Regions from separate parts of the Macaca mulatta genome. Here region 1 is linked to region 2. The links are chromatin contacts, called in public Hi-C maps. All regions are on one chromosome and are shown on one strand. The core of a region is the stretch at or near the end of the contact, and the rest is flanking DNA. Distances in the headings are between cores, read along the strand shown.

Region 1 (4,733 bases), core at 593-3,092, 53 kb after region 2:
CTTGAGGTCAGGAGTTCCAGACCAGCTTGGCCAACATGGTGAAACCCCGTTTCTACTAAAAATACAAAATTAGGGCCGGGCGAGGTGGTTTACACCTGTAATCCCAGCACTTTGGGAGGCCGAGGTGGGCGGATCACGAGGTCAGGAGATCGAGACCATCCTGGCTAACAAGGTGAAACCCTGTCTCTACTAAAAATACAAAAACAAAATTAGCCGGGCGTGGTGGCGGGAGCCTGTAGTCCCAGTTACTTGGGAGCTGAGGCGGGAGAATGGCGTGAACCCAGGAGGAGTTTGCAGTGAACCGAGATCGCGCCACTATATTCTAGCATGGGCGACAGAGCGAGACTCCATCTCAAAAAAACAAACAAAAACAAAACAAAATTAGCTGGGCGTGGTGGCACATGCCTGTAATCCCAGCTACTTGGGAGGCTGAGATAGGACAATCGCTTGAACCCGGGAGGCGGAGGTTGCAACGGCCGAGATCGCGCCATTGCACTCCAGCCTGGGCAACAAGAGTGAAACTCTGTCTCAGAAAAACAAACAAACAAAAAAGTACATACAGATCTGGATTGGATCTCAGAAGCAAGGTCTTCTGAGCTGTAAATTCACAAGTCATCTGAATATAGGTGTTAACTGAAGCCATAGTTTAGGATAAAGAATACATAATGGAAAATGAAGGATTAGGATGAAACCAGGGACTCCTTCGAGCATTGTCCAGGGAAAGGAGAATGGTCTGCAAGGGAAATAGACGGACCAACAGGAGAAGTAGGAGGAGCTCTGTATCCCAGAAGCCAAGGGGGAAGAATGAAGGAAGGGAATGCTTCAAAAACAAGAGAGTGTAACACTCTGGAATGCAGCTGAAAGGTCAGAGAAGATGAAAACTGAAAAGAATCCATTCGATTCAGTGACCATGACAAGATCTATTCGATGAAAGTGGGTTCAGAATTGAGTGGATGGGCAGAGAGAGCAGTGTTTTGTTGTTTCTAATGAAATTTACGCATATTAAAAAACCTAATGGGATGCATCCAAAAGATCCTTGATGGCGATTTATTTAATTCTCCACTTTATTTTTATGCTTGGGGTCCATCCCATGTAAGAACAGAAGCCAGAGCCCCCAGAACCAACAAAACTAAAGCTTTTGACAATTACTTTAAGCCCAGTGCCAAAGCTTTGGGTCGAAAGGTTTCCAACTGCCACAAGAAAGCAAAGATAAGGAGAAATCCTCTGTAGGAGGCTAGGGAAAGGAGCAGACAGAAAGAAGCTAAGGTGAGGCCGAGAGAATTCAATCAGAATTCGAGTCCTCCCCCAAAACGCCGCCAGGTGGAAGATGCTCGAGGCCCACCAACCCCTGGAACCTGGCCACGGCCCTGGCAGGGAAAGCGGGATTTGGGGGAGCCCTCCGATGGGGCAGACTCCTTTCCCTCCAACCTACAGCTCAGAAGCTGAAGCCCTCCATCCCGAAGGGCCTTCGAGGGGCCTCCCCAACCCCCCTGCTCGCGGAAGCACCCTAGTCCCATGGCCCCCTGGGCGGGTCCACCCCGGGCCTGGCTGGAGGATGCTGCCCTGAGGCGCGGCGGCGGAAGCCAAGTACTCTGGCTGTGGGCAGTGGCCAGCCGCTGGGGCGGAAGCGGCTGCCGAGCCCTCCCGGGCGCTGCCCGCCGCCGCCGGCTCCGGAAACCCGGAAAGCCCAGCAGGTCGGCTCGCCCAGCCCTCCGGCCCCCGCCCTCCCAGCGGCAACTCACCATTTTCCTTCCGGCCGTCAGCAGCCTGTCGCCTTCACTCAGGCGCCTTTAAGAATGGCACGGCGGCCGCCTCCCTTCCTGCCCCGGCGCCTGGCCCAGTCGCCCCCACCTATCAACGCGGCCTCAGCGGGCCGGCACGTGACGACGGACGGCAGGAGGCGCGGCTCAAAATTAGCCAGAATGCGCGGCCGGGCGCGGTGGCTCAAGCCTGTAATCCCAGCACTTTGGGAGGCCGAGACGGGCGGATCACGAGGTCAGGAGATCGAGACCATCCTGGCGAACACGGTGAAACCCCGTCTCTACTAAAAAATACAAAAAACTAGCCGGGCGAGGCGGCGGGCGCCTGTAGTCCCAGCTACTCGGGAGGCTGAGGCAGGAGAATGGCATAAACCCGGGGGGCGGAGCTTGCTGTGAGCTGAGATCCGGCCACTGCACTCCAGCCCGGGCGACAGAGCCAGACTCCGTCTCAAAAAAAAAAAAAAAAAAAAAAAAAAAAAAATTAGCCAGAATGCGAGCGCCTGATTTTTTTTTTTTTTTTTTTTTTTTCTCCCTGCGCCCTCTACAGGAGGATGCTCTGCCTGGCTGCAAGTGAGAAACAAATCCAAGGTGCATACTTAAAAGTCATGGGCGGAGCTTGCAGTGAGCCGAGATCCGGCCACTGCACTCCAGCCTGGGTGACAGAGCAAGACTCCGTCTCAAAAAAAAAAAAAAAAAAAGTCATGCCAGTTCTCCGGACCTTAGTAACAGTCTTCAAGCTCTGAGAGCATGTTCCTGGTGACATCAATGTTTTCAATGGTAAATGTGTGTACTGACCGCAGCCTACCTTCCAAATTTGATCTCCCTCAAATCTAGGCACAACTCCTTTCCTCCCACCCTCTCCAGAACCCCACCTCTGACCATTGCTGCCTTCCAGGACTTAGTTAATATCTCTCTCTCTCCCTCTCCTTCCCTCTCCCACTCTCTCTCTTTCTCCCGCCATTCCTTCTCCCATTCTCTCTCTCTCTCCCTCCCCCTTTCTCTCTTTCTCTCACACACATTTCTTCTCTCTCTCTCTCTCTCTCTCTCTCTCTCTCTCTCTCTCGTCTTGTTCTGTTGCCCAGGCTGGAGTGTGGTGGCACAATTATAGCTCACAGCAGCCTCAAACTCCTGGACTCAAGCAATCCTCCTACCTCAGCCTCCTGAGTAGCTGGGACTACAGCCGTGTGCCACCACACACCCGGCTGTTTTTAAAATTTTTTTGTAGAGATAGAGTCTCCCTATATTGCCCAAGCTGATCTTGAACACCTGGCCACAAACAGTCTTCCTGCGCGCCTCCCAAAGCGCTGGGATCACAGGTGTCAGCCACCATGCCCAGCCTCTTTTCTCCGTACAAGTTATTTATTAAAGTATGAATGAATGATGATTGGTGCTTCAATGAACACTCTTATGGGCCACTGCCTAAGTAAACATCAAGAAGTCTCTGTACCAGAAGCAGACTTAGTGCAACAACCAGATTAGAGGCATGAGCCACCACACTGATGGGGTGGCCTGCCCCTCCACACCTGTGGGTATATCTCACCAGGTGGGACGAGAGACTGAGAAAAGAAATAAGACACAAAGTATAGAGAAAGAACACTGGGCCCAGGACACCGGCACTCAGCATACCAAGGACCTGCACCAGCACCGGTCTCTGAGTTTCCTCAGTATTTATGGATTACTATTTTCACTATATCAGCAAGAGGAATGCATCAGGAGAGCAGGGTGATAGTGGGGAGAAGGTCAGCAAGAAAACATGTGAGCAAAGGAATCTGTGTCACGAATAAGTTCAAGAGAAGGTACTATGCCTGGATGTGCACATAGGCCAGATTTATACTTCTCTCCACCCAAACATCTCAGTGGAGTAAAGAGTAACAAAGCAGCATTGCTGCCAATATGTCTCACATCCCGCCATAGGGCGGTTTTTCTCCTATCTCAGAATTGAACAAATGTACAATCGGGTTTTATACCAAGACATTCAGTTCCCAGGGGCAGGCAGAAGACAGTGGCCTTCCTCTATCTCAACTGCAAGAGGCTTTCCCCTTTCACTAATCCACCTCAGCACAGACCCTTTACTGGTGTCAGGCTTGGGGACGGTCAGGTCTTTCTCATCCCACGAGGCCATATTTCAGGCTATCACATGGGGGAAACCTTGGACAATAACCGGCTTTCCAGGGCAGAGGTCCCTGTGGCTTTTTGCAGTGCATTATGCCCCTGGTTTATTGAGACTAGAGAATGGCGATGACTTTTACCAAGCATACTGCTTGTAAACATTTTGTTAACAAGGCACATCCTGCACAGCCCTAGATCCCCTTAAACCTTGATTCCATACAACACATGTTTTTGTGAACTCAAATTTGGGGCAAAGTGGCTGGGGCAAAGTTACAAATTAACAGCATCTCAGCAAAGCAATTGTTCAAGGTACAGGTCAAAATGGAGTTTCTTATGTCTTCCCTTTCTACATAGACACAGTAACAGTCTAATCTCTCTTTCTTTCCCTACACACACCCAGCAGAAAATAGTATTTTAAAAATACTCAAAAACAACAGACAAGACTAGAGTCTACCGGCAGGTGTATTATAATATTTCTCTCTTCAGTCTCTCATTTTTATCAGAGACAAATCAAGGTAGGACCAATTTGTAAAATAAGTTTTAGTTTTATTATACTTGGCCTTATTATTTGTATAAAGTGCAGCAAGAATAATTATTTGCCATACAGGCTCTCTTTTAAATTGACTTTGTTGGAACTTTTTCCATGAGGAATCTCAGATGAGACTTTTTAAAGCCTTGAGCAGGCTGGGCTGCAAATACCTGTATAAACTGGGTGCATTCCTCTCCTCTGGACATCCTAAGATTACTTGGAGCTTCTGGGCCTGTTAGAAAGTGACATTATTGGATGGGTGCAGTGACTCACACTTGTAATCCCAGCACTTTGGGAGGCCGAAGCAGACAGATCACTTGAGCCCAGGAATTCGG
Region 2 (5,164 bases), core at 2,013-4,512:
CGCCTGCCTTGGCTTCCCAAAGTGCTGGGATTACAGGTATAAGCCTCCGTGCCCAGCTACAAGGGATCTTTTAAGTATGTTGTTGAATGGGTTTCTCTTTGAGTGCTATAGGTTAGGGTTTTCGAAACTCTTCTGAGAAGACTCTTAAATTAATGGTTTTCAAATCTTTTTGCAGCTATGTGGCTGAGCAAAGACACCCACAAAATTTCCCACAGAAGTATAACAAAAATAAAACAGATAAATCCCTAATGATGCCCAAGTACACAATTCAGGATACCTTCCAACTTGTTACACATCTTTAAGGAATGACTTCTAAACTTTTACGTTTTCAAACAATCTATGCTCCCGACTCTTCTCCACAGAGCATCAATCACATGAATTAGGACTAAATTGACAGATATAATCGTCAGCATAAAAAACATTCTCTAATACAGTGATTAATGTAAATAAGATTTTTGGAATGTAATTTTAAAATTGTAAAATGAGTCTTCTGAAAGTTACTTCAACTACCTGCTAGAGTTTGGTTTAACTTCTCCAAATCTCAGGTTGAAATCTGATCCCCAATGTTGGAGGCGGGAATCTAACGGGAGGTGTTTGGGTCATGGGAGCAGATTCCTCATGAATGGTTTGGTGTCATCTTGGAGGGAATAAGTGAGTTCTACTATTAGTACCCAAGAGAACTGGCTAGTAAACAGCGCCTGGCACCTCCCCTTCTTTTTCCTTTGCTTCCTCTCACTATGGGATCTCTATACACTATTCCCCCACCATGAGTGGAAGCAAGCTGAGGCTTTCACCCGATGCCCAGTCTTACAGCCAGCAGAATCCTGAGGTAAATAAACATCTTTTTTCTTTGTAAATTACTCAGCCTCCCCGTATTCCTTTATAGCAACACAAATGGACTAAGATACTACCTAAGATGATAAACATAAGGATATATGGATAACAGAAAAATTAAAACTATCTATTTAGAATTGTTTCCAAAAGGATACTAAGTCTCCGAATGAAGAAATCCCTAAGCATAAAAGCTCCACGAATCTGTGGTACAATGTTTTTTTTAATTCTATAACACGACTTAAAATTATTTACTTCGCCCAGACACGCATTTGTTTCGAAGCTGAAATTAAATTACCCATTTTTTGAAAGTGCAGTTCAGGTTTTCCGTAAGCCAAACACTACTTGGTCCAAAATGTACAAATGTGGAAAAGGCTACCCCAGAGCTCTAAGAATCCCCCTCATTCCAGAAAAAAGGAATACCCATCAAGCAGAGAGTGACTTAAAGCTACATCTACAGATGGAATGGAACCACACATTGTCTTTTTTTTTTTTTTTTTTTGAGACGGAGTCTTGGCCCAGGATGGAGTGCAGTGGCGCCATCTCGGCTCACTGCAACCTTTGCCTCCCGGGTTCAAGCGATTCTCCTCCACCTTAGCCTCCCGAGTAGCTGGGATTACAGGCGCCCACCACCACGCCTGGCTAATTTTTTTGTATTTTTAATAGAGACAGTGTTTCACCATGTTGGCCAGGCTGGTCTCGAACTCCTGACCTCGTGATCCTCCCGCCTCCGCCTCCCAAAGTGCTGGGATTACAGGCGTGAGCCACCGCGCCCAGCCATGGAACCACACATTTTCATCACAGGCTTACTAAGGCTGAGCTAGTCTGTATCCCAAATTATCTTTGGTATTGTTCTCCCACCAAAGCAGAGCTGAAGATGCTCTTCAAATTACTGGCTCTTACTGACAAGCATTCTGAGTTAGCAGTTATTTCTGACACAGTTAATAGCCTACGTAAGTATTCCTGATTACAATAAGCAGTCAGGTCCTAAAATAATTATAAACATAACCACACTGCTTAGCAAAAAGAATGGATTGTGATATGCTTCCACTTTCGAGATTTTTTTTTGCATAAGACGCTGCTGCTATTGAAACATTCTGCCCCTCCTTATGTTTCATAGAAATCCTTGTTACGGGCATGATGAAACCTGACTTAAAATCTACATAAGAGTGAACGTGTTCATTCAAATTAAAAGCAGTATAGGAGAAGGTACTGGAATACGGGGAAAAGAGAAGCAAGTATGAGATAAATTTTTAATGAATGATTTCCAGAGGGCTCTCAATGCTTTTAATTTTGTGCTAAAGCAACAGAAATTCTTAAAAATCTCTGTAGAACTATGTCGCTGGGAACTTACGACTTTGGACCAGTAATGCTGTGCTTCCACCCTGCAACAGTGATGATGATGTGTGTAACAGAAATAAATACCGCCCTCGAAAAGCTTAAGGTTTCTGAGCAACTCAAAATCAAAGAAAACCCCCTCTACTAAATCAAGCAATCCTGAATATAAGGGTGGCTTGGAAGGCTGCCGGTTGAAATTCCAGCGGTCAAAGTATGATTTGGGGGGGAAACGCGGACATGCAATCAACAAAGTAATCAATCGAACTTGCATCAAAGTTCACCAGGAAACAACAATCTGGAAAAAGAAAAAAAAAAAAAAGTAATTTGATTTGAAGAGCACCCAACAAGTGCTGAGAAGTAGAGTTGGAAATTCACCCTAAGTAGGTTACATTTTGGCCACAGTTCTGTGGAAACCCTAAAAGAAAGCCAATCTATATTAACAAAAATTAGGAAAACTTCATTCACACTACGCCCGTATCACCGCGCCGTTGACATCCTCCCCGGGGATGCAGGGATACGGAGATGCGGGGATACGGGGATGTGGGGCCGCGGGCCAGCAGAGGTCGGTGAGAGCGCAGCGCGGAACCGCAGGGGCCCGCCTGGACCGCGGCCGCCCCACCCAGCCCGGGAGGAGTAGCGGTGCGCGCGGCCTGTGCCAAGACACCGCGGGCGCATCCACCGGGCGACCGCGCGCCCAGGCTCCTCCAGTACCCGCGGCCCCCAGACCGCGGATGGATGGCGCGCAGACCCTACGCCGCGCGGCCCGCACCAGCCGGACCGCAACCCAGGCGAGCAAACCACCCGCCGCCGTGGCGGCCCCGACCGCGAGCCCCGGGCGAAAAGAAGCTGCGCTGCCGCCTCGCCCTCCCTCCCACAGCCCCGGCTACTCACGTGCCAAATGGCGAAGAAGATGAGCGCGGCAGTGAGCAGCAGCGCCAGCATGTAGCAGAAGGCCGCGAACGTGAACGCCATGGTTAGGGAGGAGGAGCAGGGAGCAGCGCCGGTGCCAGCGGAGAAAGGCGGCGCAGGGCCCTCTGGGTAAAACCATTCACTTCCCCCGGCCACAGCCACGACCGCCGCCGATACCGCCTCGGCGCCAGCCCTCTCAGCGCGCCTGCGCACCAGCCCAGCCGCCCCGGCGCCCTCTGATGGCCGGAGTCTGCGTTGCACTGACATTGTCCGCACAGTTGATTATTTTTCCTTCCTCCTCGCGTTTATTTTTTCAACAAATTATTTATTGAATGAGTGCCTAGTTTGTTACAGGTACCGCGTTTCTCGCTTCACATACAAAGATGAATAAGATAGTACCTGCACTGAAAGAACTTAGTATAGTGCCGGAAATGAACACCTAAATAAATACTTTATTATAACTCTGTAAACGGATGTGTGTGGGATGTTCTGAAAGGTCGAAGAAGGACAGCCAGCCCGCCCGGGAGCATTTAGGCAGGATTCCTGCTGTAGGTGTTTCCTAAGTTGGCCTTAGATGAGGAGCAGAAGTTCTCCAGGCAAAACGAAGGTAGAACTGGCAGTCCAAGGAAACGGTGCAGAATGAGGAAACGCACAGAGATGGAAAAAAGAAAAGAAAACTAAAGCTTCGTGTCTCAGGTGAAACCAGCAGCAATTCTGTATTAATGGAACATAAGTGCAAGACAGTGGTGTGAATTAGAAATGAATCAGCAAGGGATCAGATCATAGAGGGCCTTATATGCTTCATTACGGAGCTCAGACTTCTTATCCCATAAGCCCAAATTTTTCCAATTTTTTTGCTCACCACACATAACCAGAAAGATTTTTTTCATTGCAACCCAGTGGAATATCATACAGACAGCAAGTTATGAAGAGATGGAAATGTAGATATAGAGGCAAAGAAATATAGATATAACCAAAACAAAAATTTCACAAAACTGTGCTAATGCTCCGTAAGTACTTTCCCTTCTACTCTCTTTTGCTACTTTTTTGTTTTTAATACTGGTTGTAACACACAAAATAGATTCAAAATTGATTAATTTTCCATTACAACCATTTTTAAAAGAAAAAAGAACTCTATTAACTGCTGCTGATGGAAGTGAAAATCATTGAAGGCTTTTGAGCAAAAGAAGACTATGTTTAGATTTGCATTAAAGATCGTTCACCTAGCATATTGCACAGAATAGTCTAGAAGTAGGGTCTGTCCAGTGTTGTGCGATAGAATTTTCTGTGATCGTGAAAATTTTCTATACCTACATTGCCCAATACAGTAGCCACTAGCCACATGTGGCCATCGTGCACTTGCAAATTGTCTAGCATGACTGAGGAACCGAACTTTAAATTTCACATCACTTTAAGTAAAATGTGACTAGTGTATTGGACAGTACAGGCCTGTACAACCAGGATTATGTGGCACCTATGTGCAAATTATCAAGTTACTTTTGGCCAGGCACAGTGGCTCATGCCTGTAATCCTACCACTTTGGGAGGCCAAGGCAGGGGGATTACTTGAGCTTAGGAGTTCGAGACCACCCTGGGCAATGTAATGAGAGCTCATCTCTATTTCTTTTTTAAAAAAATAAAATAAAATAAAATCCAATAAAATTTTTTGTAAAGTTACTTTCTCCAGATGGACAGAGGCCCACACCAGAGTGTAGGAATGCAGGCTATACTTCAGCCCCACCAACCTTCTTGGCCAGGCACCCATGTGCAATACACAAACTGCCCAACTGTGCACAATGACCCTGATTAGAGGAGTGTTAGATTGGAAACAGGGGCCCACAGCAATGGTCCAAGCATAAGTTGCTATGGATCTGAACTAGAGCAGTGGAAGCTGGGAAGTAAAGGGGTAAACATGTTTTATAGTAGTTGGGAGACAAGCTCAGCTGAACTTCATTAACTGGATGCCCTGGTGAAAGAGAGGAAGGAAGCAAATATGATTTGATTCAGTACTTTAGGCCACTGGGGCATGGCAGAACACAGCATTGGGCAATATTCATGCAGGAGAACTCACAATCTAATGAAAGGGA

Evidence for each region. A called contact is a pair of places that touch in the nucleus more often than the background predicts.
Region 1: a Hi-C map of cortical neurons shows a contact between it and region 2, with 3 times the contacts expected there. The contact joins the promoter of GMFB here to the promoter of CNIH1 in region 2. A contact is called at or near these places in 3 of 14 Hi-C or Micro-C datasets (CD4 T cells, cortical neurons and liver).

What each region holds. Positions count from the first base shown.
Region 1 is chr7:127,609,169-127,613,901 of T2T-MMU8v2.0, forward strand. It overlaps GMFB (glia maturation factor beta), which reads right to left and starts at 1,843. Exons shown (of 7, transcript XM_015143719.3): 1 at 1,743-1,843. The coding sequence starts at 1,745.
Region 2 is chr7:127,554,374-127,559,537 of T2T-MMU8v2.0, forward strand. It overlaps CNIH1 (cornichon family AMPA receptor auxiliary protein 1), which reads right to left and starts at 3,263. Exons shown (of 5, transcript NM_001193769.1): 1 at 3,061-3,263. The coding sequence starts at 3,141.